Regions from separate parts of the Mus musculus genome. Here region 1 is linked to region 2. Evidence: chromatin contacts called from public Hi-C data. All regions are on one chromosome and are shown on one strand. The core of a region is the stretch at or near the end of the contact, and the rest is flanking DNA. Distances in the headings are between cores, read along the strand shown. Region 1 overlaps Clmp (CXADR-like membrane protein). Region 2 has its middle 15 kb from the start of Gm39319.

Region 1 (4,741 bases), core at 1,778-4,277, 92 kb before region 2:
GTGGGCGTGTGAGCGAGAGGTACCATCCCTACTGGCTGGAAAGAGGACCCTCCCTCCCCTACCTGTCCATCATGAGGTTAGACTGTGCCATATGCTTCTCCTGCCTTGATGTTCAGATGCCCTGGAACGAGCAGTTTTTAGGCTTTTATTATCATCTTGGGGATTTTTCTCTTTTCCTCTCTCTCTCTCTCCCCCTCTCCCTCTCATTTGTTGTCATGCCATTTAACATGAAGACGGTTCATATATCAGGGAATATTATTGTGCTATTTAAAAGCAGTTGCACACAACTCCTCTGTGCAGTTCTCCCTTAGATGTCGGGCCTCCTTGGATCTATTCTCTGCTTTCCATGTCTGCTCACTCCTGTCGTTCCACTGAGCCGTTCCAAGGGTTTTCCTGAGGGCTCTCTGGGGAAGCATTAAAAGAAAGCTGTTAAAACTGGCCATTTAGCTTTCAGATCTGTTCTTTCCCGGTTCTGTAACCTTTAGTACTTTCCTTTTCATTGTTGTATCTTAGTTTTTTTCTCTCACCACATGATATGGGAGATAACCATACAGAATCCATGACATTAAGAATTAAAGCTGAGCGTGATGGTTCACACCTTTAATCTTAGCACGCGGATCTCTGTGAGTGTGACACCAGCTCCCCGCCCCACCAAAAAAGTATAAGAATTCAGAGAGTCTAAATATACTTCTATGCATTGGTGCTTTGCCTGCATGTGTGTCTGTGTGAGGGCGCTAGATCCTCTGGAACTGGAGTTACAGTTGTGAGCTGCCATGTGGGTGCTAAGAATTGAACCTGAGTCCTCTGGAAGGCCAGCCACTTAACCACTGAGCCATCTCTCCAGTTCCTTAAACACACTTCCGATACATAATAAATGTCCATTAAATATTGCTACTACTGTTATTATCTGTTCCTCTTAAATAACATCCCATTCTTTAAGGATTCATCCTATTTATGGTTCTGGGATATTAACCAGTGTTCCTTGCATCTCTCTCTCTCCCTCCCTCCCTCCCTCCCTCTCTCTCTCTGTGTGTGTTTTTCTCTTCACTTAGATGTCTTAGAGAGAGAGATAGAGAGAGAACACAAAAACAAGTTTGATGGTGCTGTGAATGGATAGGAATGGGAATTGATCCATGCTGGGTTTCTCTGTAGACTTTTTCATTGCAGAATTTCTAAGTGGTGCTGTCTGTAACCCAGTGTCTCATGAAGCATAGGCTAGACTTGAATTGGTTAGATGGCTGAGGTTGGCCTTGAACTCCCTGTCCTCCTGCTTCTGCTCTCAAGTGCTGAGATTACTGGTTTGTGACTCTCTACCCAGCATTGCCCAGAGGTCAGCTGTCTGTTGGCAGGAGGTGGGTGAGGAATGTCTGAACCATGACTACATAGAGCAACCCCAGAGAAAAGAGCTACAGACTCTGGCTTTGCTTCCAGGTTGGCTTGCTTTGTCTTGTACCTGATGCCACTGAGTCTAAGTTCCTAAACTTCCCCACTGGGATAACAGAGGATTTGGGACATCTACATGGAAGTGTAGAAACAGAAACTTAGATATCTAACTACCTGCCATGGTTTGAATATGCTTGGCCCAGGGAATGGCATTATTAGAAGGTGTGGCCTTGTCGCAGTAGGTGTGACCTTGTTGGAATAGGTGTGCCACTGTGGGTGTGGGCTTTAAGACTCTGCCTGGATGCTGCCATGTTCCTACCTTGATGATAATGGACTGAACTTCTGAACCTGTAAGCCAGTCCCAATTAAATGTTGTCCTTATAAGATTTGCCTTGGTCATGATGTCTTTTCACAGCAGTAAAACCCTAACTAAGACACTACCCCTCCCCTCCCCTTTTAGAAGCAAGGTCTCATGTGACCCAGGCTGGCTTTAGACTTCCGATCCTTCTATCATTATCTCCCAAACCCTGGGATTATGGACATGTAGTACCACACTCTGTGTACTATCCTTTAAAAGCAGGTCCCCTAGCCCCAGCTGTGAGCCCAGGCCTCAGCTCCACTGTCTGCTGTACTCAGGTAGACTCCTGTCCTTTGATGGACTGGCTTGCTCCCTGTAAGTCTTTATCCATGAGCTCACACATCAGTTGTCTCTCTCCTGCACGCTCTCATTGCTAACACTTGCTGACATTTCTCCTCTGCTTTTATTTCCTTCCCTATTCTCTTGTCCTTGGGGACTCTTGTCTACTCTGCTCTTTTGTTCTCACCTTAATGGGAGCTGGGAGAAGAAATAGGAAAGTACTTCTGTCCAATCCACTGCTACTTACAGGAAGTGATTTGGAAGGGAGGGCAGGTAGGCATCTCCTCTGTTTCAATTTTGAGAACATCTACGACTTGGCTCTGCCTGTGACTCTCTATCCTCCCACTTCCTGTATTGACAGTCATCTTTGCTGAGTTCAGTCCCTCCACTGCCAGGGTGCTTGCTGTCCTGATGCCCAGCTCTGCACCACAGGGGACAGTCCTTGGAGAAGAGGACAGCCGCTCCTTGTGCTCAGCAGCTTCCGTTGGATCCTGGTTGTTGACACTTTGTTGACAAAGGCTGGGAACCTTTGCTCTTGCAACATCCTCTGCTCAGCATGAGAGCAGAGTGAGCTCCCTTTCCCATTAGGCTCTGCTTCTCCACAGACTGTCAGTCAGTCAGTCAGTAGTCTGTTTTTCCAATATTGGGTCTTGCTATATAGCTCATGATGGCCTCAAACTGACCATCCTCCTGCCTCAGCCCCCAACATTTATTTAATTATAAGACAAGGTCTCACTATGACACCCAGCTACCCTTGAACTCCTGGATTCAAGTGGTCCTAAACAGCCAGAGCTAGCACTATTGAGCCTAGCGTTGCTATCTCCTGACCCCATGCCGGGGTCTGACTCCTGGCCTCACCAATGCACTATCGTTTTTTACCTAAGACACCACAAGAGAAAATCCCCCCTTTCTCTTTCTATTTGTCCCTCGGAGGCTCTCACTTCCTCTTCACTTCTTTCAGTTTAGCAGGTTCTCTGAGCTTAGGGTCTTTTTGGTTCTGACTGGGGAAAAGGAACGGAGGTTTTCAGAGGCTACGGAAGCACAGAAATCCCCCGGATCAGCCATCACCACAGTGTAAATGAAGCCCTGTTCTGCCCAGCACAGCGCTTTCTCGCTTTCTCAGCTCTCATTTCTTTTGCTGTGTCTGCAGTTTGAAAACCCTTCTAGAGACTGAGGTCTGCTTAGGAAAAATATTTGTTTAAGTCCTTCTTCTTCTTTTCTTTTTTTTCCTTTCTCTGTGGTCTTTAGAAACCACTATGGTTTTCAGTCTTGCAATCAGCTTTTCTGGGCATATCACATTTGTCTCCAGCTGTGACCTTTGTGAGGCCATGAACTCTGCAGAACTCTGGGAGGAATCTGATATTCCTGTGGGTGAGAAATTGGTGGTAAGGTCTGCCAGGGGATTCAGGCACACTCAGACAAATGTCACAGCCAGTGAATGAGCAACTGGACCATACAGTGTTTTCCAGGCTAAGACACGAGCAGGATTGACTCATGATCCCTTCTCCCTGTCCTCACGAAGCATCCAATAGAGTTGTAAAAGCTTGTTAGACTGATAAAAAGTGGCATCACTTTGAAGGCCATGGGAGCCTGCAGGAGATGGTAATGAATGAATGGTGAAGTCAGGGGAGGAAGCAAGACCGGCCTGCAAAGGACCATGGCATTTCAGAAGACGGGATGAAGGGCAACTGCAAAGTCACAGAGGCAGGATTGAGGTGGGGTCTTTGGTTGGAGTAAACTGATCAAGGTTGTATTACAAGGGAAAAAAGGAGCAAGGGGGAAAGAGTGAGCTATTCGAAGGGGACATAAGGGTAGAACAGCCAGAGTTTCTGCTCTCTCTCTCTCTCTCTCTCTCTCTCTCTGCTATTTTTGGTTTAACAGGAAGCATCTGTTTTTTTCCTACAATTTTCCAGCTGACTGGTGTACCATTCCTTGAGATTGTGGCAGACACAGGTAGACATCTATTTCTGCTCTCTTGGGCTGTAACCCTTCTTATCACTCCAGGTGGGATGTAGAGTCACAGGTGAGATCAAAGGAGACGGGAATGGATTTCACCCAGCAAATGGGCCTGTCTGCTGATCCTAGAGGGGCCAAATCTCTAAGCCCCTGAGTTGTGGCTCTGTAATAGGCCAACTAAGCCATGGTCCCTAATCCCTTGTTTTGTGTTCTCCCTCTCCCCACCCACCCCACCGTGTATGTGGTGTGGTGTGGTGTGTGTGTGTGTGTGTGTGGTGTGGTGTGGTGTGGTGTGGTGTGGTGTGGTGTGGTGTGGAGTGTGTATGTGTGTGTGTGTGTGTGTGTGTGTGTGTTGAGACAAGGACTAATCTACCCGAGGCTGGTCTTGAACTCCTAATCTTCCTGCTACTTAAACCCAAGTACTTAGAATGCCAGTATATATCACCACACCTATGTACTCTCAATCATTTCTTAGATATCTGGTCATGTCCTTCTATCTCCTATTCATTTGATAAGCATCTATTGGACAAATGCCAGGTGCCAGTAAACGTCTTAAAGGGAATACAAGTAGTCACAAGAAAACCAAAATGGATAATCTTCTCACGTGTCCTTCTCCAAAGGGACACTTAAAGCTGGCACTGGCACATGTGAAAAGATCCTGGGTCAGCCTGAGCTACATGGCGAGGCCCTGTCCCAAGAAACAACAAACAAAGAAAGGCAAAGTCATGAGGAGTCTGATAGGAATGCTTAGACTTACAGAATGGT
Region 2 (4,834 bases), core at 1,102-3,601:
AAAAAAAAAAAACCAACAACAACAAACCCTTTGTAACCAATTAACTAGGCAGCCCCCCCATACATTAAAATTTATTTATTCCACCAGGCAAAGATGAATAAGATCAGCTCTTTCTATTGTATCCAGCATCAACTGTCAGAAACTCCAGGCCTGTATTAGCTAGATGTCTCATCTCTGTGCACACAGCCTCTGAGAGAACAGCATGAACTGTCTAGAGAAGGTTTATGTCAGTTTTAGGGCTGCAGCTTAGCATCATATGAATTGGGCTAAAATCCTGATCCATCCATCCATCCATCCACTCATTCACCGTTCATTCATTCATTCATTCATTCACTCACTCACTCACTCACTCACTTACTCATTCACAAACTCTTATAGGCCAGACTGGCCACAAATTGGCCTTGGGCTTCTCAGCTCCTGGCTCCATTTCTGTAACACCCGGTTTTATGTGGTTCTGGAAATGGAACGAGTCTTTGTTAGGCTAGAATTTTAAAGAGTTAAAACGAAATAGTAGCATTTGACCTGAATGTCCACAGAACGGTTTCTCTCTGGCGATGTTTAACACCTCAAAACGAAAATACATCCGCTCACTGCGATTGCTAGGAGAGGGCCCAGCACTTCTCCACACTTCTTCGCAAACAAGGTAACACTTTAATTTGGGCCTCTGACTCTTTCTCACCCAGAAGGGAGGTGGGCTTTTGGAAAGTGTTTCTGCTCTGTCTACTTCCCTGCTGAGTATCAGTCTGACGACATGCAAGCGGGATTCCACTGTCTTGCCTTTCCTCAAAACTGCTTCAGACATGAAGTGCACGTGGTGATATCAGGGGTAAAGTTCAGTGGAAAGGTCTCTGTCACCTGTTCTGACCTTCAAGTTCAAAAGATCAGGCACACATTTCTTAAGTCGATGACTTGGCTTGCTTCAGCTACTACCTCGTTACATCCTCTTGGTTTTGTTATCAAACTTGATGGCCATTGTGGCCCAAGTCAAGTCCAGACACCCAACCTTGTTGGGAACAAAATAAAGGGCAGGCGGGGGAGGGGGGGGACGCTGGGGGAGAAAGGGAAGGAGAAATATGCCACGTCCGGCCAGAGTTCCTGTGCTCTGGGCAGGCGGGGAGACTGCAGGCGCTTTTCCACTTGGCCCCGTGAGCATGCCTGGCCCACGTGGCAGGGGGTGGAGAAAGGGGCAGTCCCGACCAGGGACACCCCTCCCCCCCAACCCCAGGTACCTTGCTAAAGCCCCAGGGTTGCAGGAGAGAGGGAATAGGGGCAGAAGTTCCCAACACTGATCAGAGTGGGCAGTGGAACTTGAAGAAGCAGAGGTGAGAGGACAAAGGAGTGAGAATAAGAGAGCAAGGTGGGGGCTGAGCACCCCTTTTATGGTCTTCACTGTTGCTTGGTAACTGGGGAGGCATGTAGCCTGAAGGTCAGAAGCTTGGGCCATTGCTTATGTGACTACTGACCATGCTTCTCTTGTGGGGGCTGTGAGAGGTGGTACCTTAGGCAGGGGCCAGAGTTCCAGGAGCATGAGGGAACGCCTACCGTGTCATGAAGGTGAATTATGACCATCGGGGTTCAGACCTCAGCTCGACTGGAGACCAGCCTGCAATTCCCCACACAACCTCATTATTGTTGAGGCAATTTCAACAAGCCAAATTAAAAGTGGGAAGCAGAAGCTGAGTAGTGGTGGCCATGCCTTTAATCCCGGCACTTGGGAGGCAGAGACAGGCAGACCTCTGAGTTCGAGGCCAGCTTGGTCTACAGAGCGAGATCCACAACAGACAGGACTATAGAGAAATCCGGTCTCTAAACCAAACCAAACCAAACCAAACCAAACCAAACCAAACCAAACCAACCAACCAACCAAACAAACAAAAGTGGAAAGCAGGAAAAGGCAATTTATTTATTTATTTATTTATTTATTTATTTATTTATTTATTTATTTATTTATTGGTTTTTCGAGACAGGGTTTCTCTGTGTAGCCCTGGCTATCCTGGAACTCACTCTGTAGACCAGGTTGGCCTCGAGCTCAGAAATCCGCCTGCCTCTGCCTCCCACGTGCTGGGATTAAAGGCGTGCACCACCACGCCCGGGTCTAAAAGGCAATTTATTTAATGCGACCAGATTGGGAAGAGAAACAGAGATCCAGTGAACTCCTAAATCCTGAAGCCAAGACTGTGCACATCCAAGCCATCCCTGCCAAGGCGTGATCGTGGCCCCCACTGGCTCATCGTAGTCTGGGCTTCAGTCTCATCTTGTGAGGTGGTCAAATTAGTTATTACAACTGTATGAACACTTTCCAGAAGACAACTTCTCCTTCTGTTTGGGGTCCTTCCCTTCTGCCAGCATGGTATTTGTAGGGGAATTCCCATTTCTTTGGGACCCAACATTTCCCTAGTCTGATAATCTAATTGCTTAATACTTCAGTCAGGCTGCTTACAGCTTCCTGGGTCACAGGATTCTCGGACAAGGTCATCCCATAGAGGTCTTGGTTGCTACTCTTACCAAACCTAGTCTTCTAACCAAAGATTTCTGGCTTGGTTCTCCCTTTTTGTTTTTCTTTTATTTTTCTTCTACTGGATTTATTTGCCTACTCTGAGGCATCCAAGCCGTGCCTTACTGTTTTTACTCTTCTTGACCCAAATCTTAGCATGTGAAGAAAGGAGGAAGGAAGCCAGCTGGAGCAGCTGTCTGCTCAGCAGAATTGCTAGCCCAAGGATAGGGACCTTGTGGACACACTTGCAGCTCCGTGGAGGTTAGGGGCTGTTCTCTTAGACTGGGTATGGTATGACCTATTTACTCCTGACCCACTAAGGACCCATGTCACCTTCTCTCCTCCACCCCTCATCGCCAGATCTGACTACAGCTAAGCCCAGTGTGACTGGATAGCTGGACTCGATCCTTAGACCTGACTCTGAAAGTCTGTCTATTCACTATGAATATGTCACAGGAGCTCACAAAACCCTGGGTGATGGAGAGACAAAGAATTAAAAGATACACACCTTGGTCTTGAGGAAGCCTCCTCAGAGACTTTACTTAAAATCTTGAATGCAAATAAAGAATCCCAACTTTGAAGGTTTTTAAAATATTCGAAGAAGTCCAGAAGGGAGGGGAGAAATGCACCTGAAAGGCCATCACAGAGGTGGCGGGTGTGTCTGGGGCACACCTGGAGAAAGGACAGAAGCCCTAGACAGACTTAGGTGACAAAATGGTTCTCAAAAGAGAGTTGACTGCTTCATCCCTACCATCTCTGTCACAGAACCCTACCCACTATCTCCTGATTTCATCTATGAGTCTCCACATAGCTTTGCAGAGAACTTGGATATGTTCTGTGTTGTTCTATGTTGAAAAGAGTCAGGGATAAGGGAAGGGAATGGATCCTTTCAGTTTGCTGTGTGGCTTAGGGAGAGCATCTTGTCTATCTCATGGCATTGGTCTCCTTAGGAATTGTGCATTAGGACATTGTCAAGCACACACACACTTTTAATCTATTGGGCTGGGCATAGGTGTCTACACGTGTAAATATATACACATAGTAAAATATATTCTAAGTTACATATATTAAAATTTTCAAAATAAGTTATTATCATTCATTAAGTGTAAACCACTTATACCTAAGGTTTATTATTCTTGAAAGGTAAGTGATATCAGCCTCCTTTGCCCGAGACATACCCACCACCACCATGAGCATAGACAGAGGAAAACCCCGAGGCTCAGAATTCACTGTAGCTCAGAAAGAATGTTTCTGTCGTCTGATGACAGGACCAGGCACTGGAGCGATGCTGTCAGTGGGGACAAATGCTTCCCTATCCAAATATATCTTTTCTCTTTCCACACCTGGAACATTGTCTCCAATTGCAACACTGGGGCCAAGTTGCTGCAGACCTTGGCTGTGCAGCGCGATGCTGACTTGTGTGGGGCTAGTTTCCACTGTGTAATGAGGTGACTGCAGAGAAAGACTCGGTGGTGGGTAGGAGACTGCAGAGAGCAGTCTTCCGCCAAGATGCTGTGGGAAACTCCCAACAAGGCATTAATTAGGAAACCCTTGCATACACCAGGCTGAAAAACTGCAAAACTGAAAAAAAAGAAAGAAAGAAAGAAAGAAAGAAAAGAAAAAACTTCCCAATTTAATATGAAAGACATTTCCAGTATTAAAATGTTTGCTAAATTTAAAAAAGTGTCTGTTGGAAGGTGATCCACAGGAAATGTACAGCAGCATGCCATGGGACCGTGACCTAGGAATCATTGGCTGGCTTAGGTGACATTGATGAATATGTAAATTAGGGGAATTCAGTAGTTTGATGTCTCTGTCCTGGATCACTTTGGAACTGCTTCATCTTCCAGACTGCACAAACATCCCTCTCCCTTCTTTCTTCATCCCTGACTTTGTGTCCCAGCAAAATGAACCTTACTCTGTTCCAAGTACATGCCCCAGGCTCTCCTACTTTCTGCTTTTGCTTAGATTCTTTGCTCCATCTGGAATGTCCTTCTGTTTCCTGCTTTGCCAAGTTTCTAAAGATTCCTGATCCTTATGGCCTTGTGCAATGTCCTTCACTCTGTGAAAGCTTCCCTATCGGACTGGACGGGACTGGTCAAAGGACACTTTTTCTCTCTAGTTGAGTGTTTCTCACTTGTCTTACAGACATAACATTTTGCGTGCACATGTGACACTGAGGTCTAACCTGGGACATCAAGCATGCCAGGCAAGCACTGTGCCACTGAGTTCAAATCCCTAGTCCAAAACATCTGCTTTTGAAGGTTAAGTTAACATGTTCCCTTTTCATGTTCCCAGTTGGTAACAGATAGATGACTTTGTATGCAGTAATAATTTAAT

What was found. Hi-C and Micro-C count contacts between places; a contact is called where the count stands out from the background.
Region 1: a contact with region 2 is called in a Hi-C map of bone marrow-derived macrophages, with 72 read pairs. The contact joins two enhancer-like sites. A contact is called at or near these places in 2 of 15 datasets of contacts at CTCF or cohesin (CD8 T cells and the NIH/3T3 cell line), 15 of 484 Hi-C or Micro-C datasets (alveolar type 2 cells, bone marrow-derived macrophages, colorectal tumor organoids and 10 more), 21 of 115 datasets of contacts at active chromatin or transcription factors (bone marrow-derived macrophages, craniofacial prominence, embryonic basal ganglia and 14 more) and 2 of 9 other capture datasets (adipose tissue and liver).

What each region holds. Positions count from the first base shown.
Region 1 is chr9:40,742,152-40,746,892 of GRCm38.p6, reverse strand. All of the region lies in intron 1 of Clmp (CXADR-like membrane protein), which reads right to left. Among named protein-coding and RNA genes, the nearest start is that of Hspa8, 57 kb to the left of the region's middle. Within about 2 kb of position 3,027, at least 115 of the 459 cell types and tissues checked have an H3K27ac peak or open chromatin away from gene starts, as enhancers often do. A contact at or near this core is called in adipose tissue, bone marrow-derived macrophages and microglia, where this site is marked.
Region 2 is chr9:40,649,283-40,654,116 of GRCm38.p6, reverse strand. No RefSeq gene overlaps it. Among named protein-coding and RNA genes, the nearest start is that of Gm39319, 15 kb to the left of the region's middle. Within about 2 kb of position 2,351, at least 25 of the 459 cell types and tissues checked have an H3K27ac peak or open chromatin away from gene starts, as enhancers often do. A contact at or near this core is called in adipose tissue, bone marrow-derived macrophages and microglia, where this site is marked.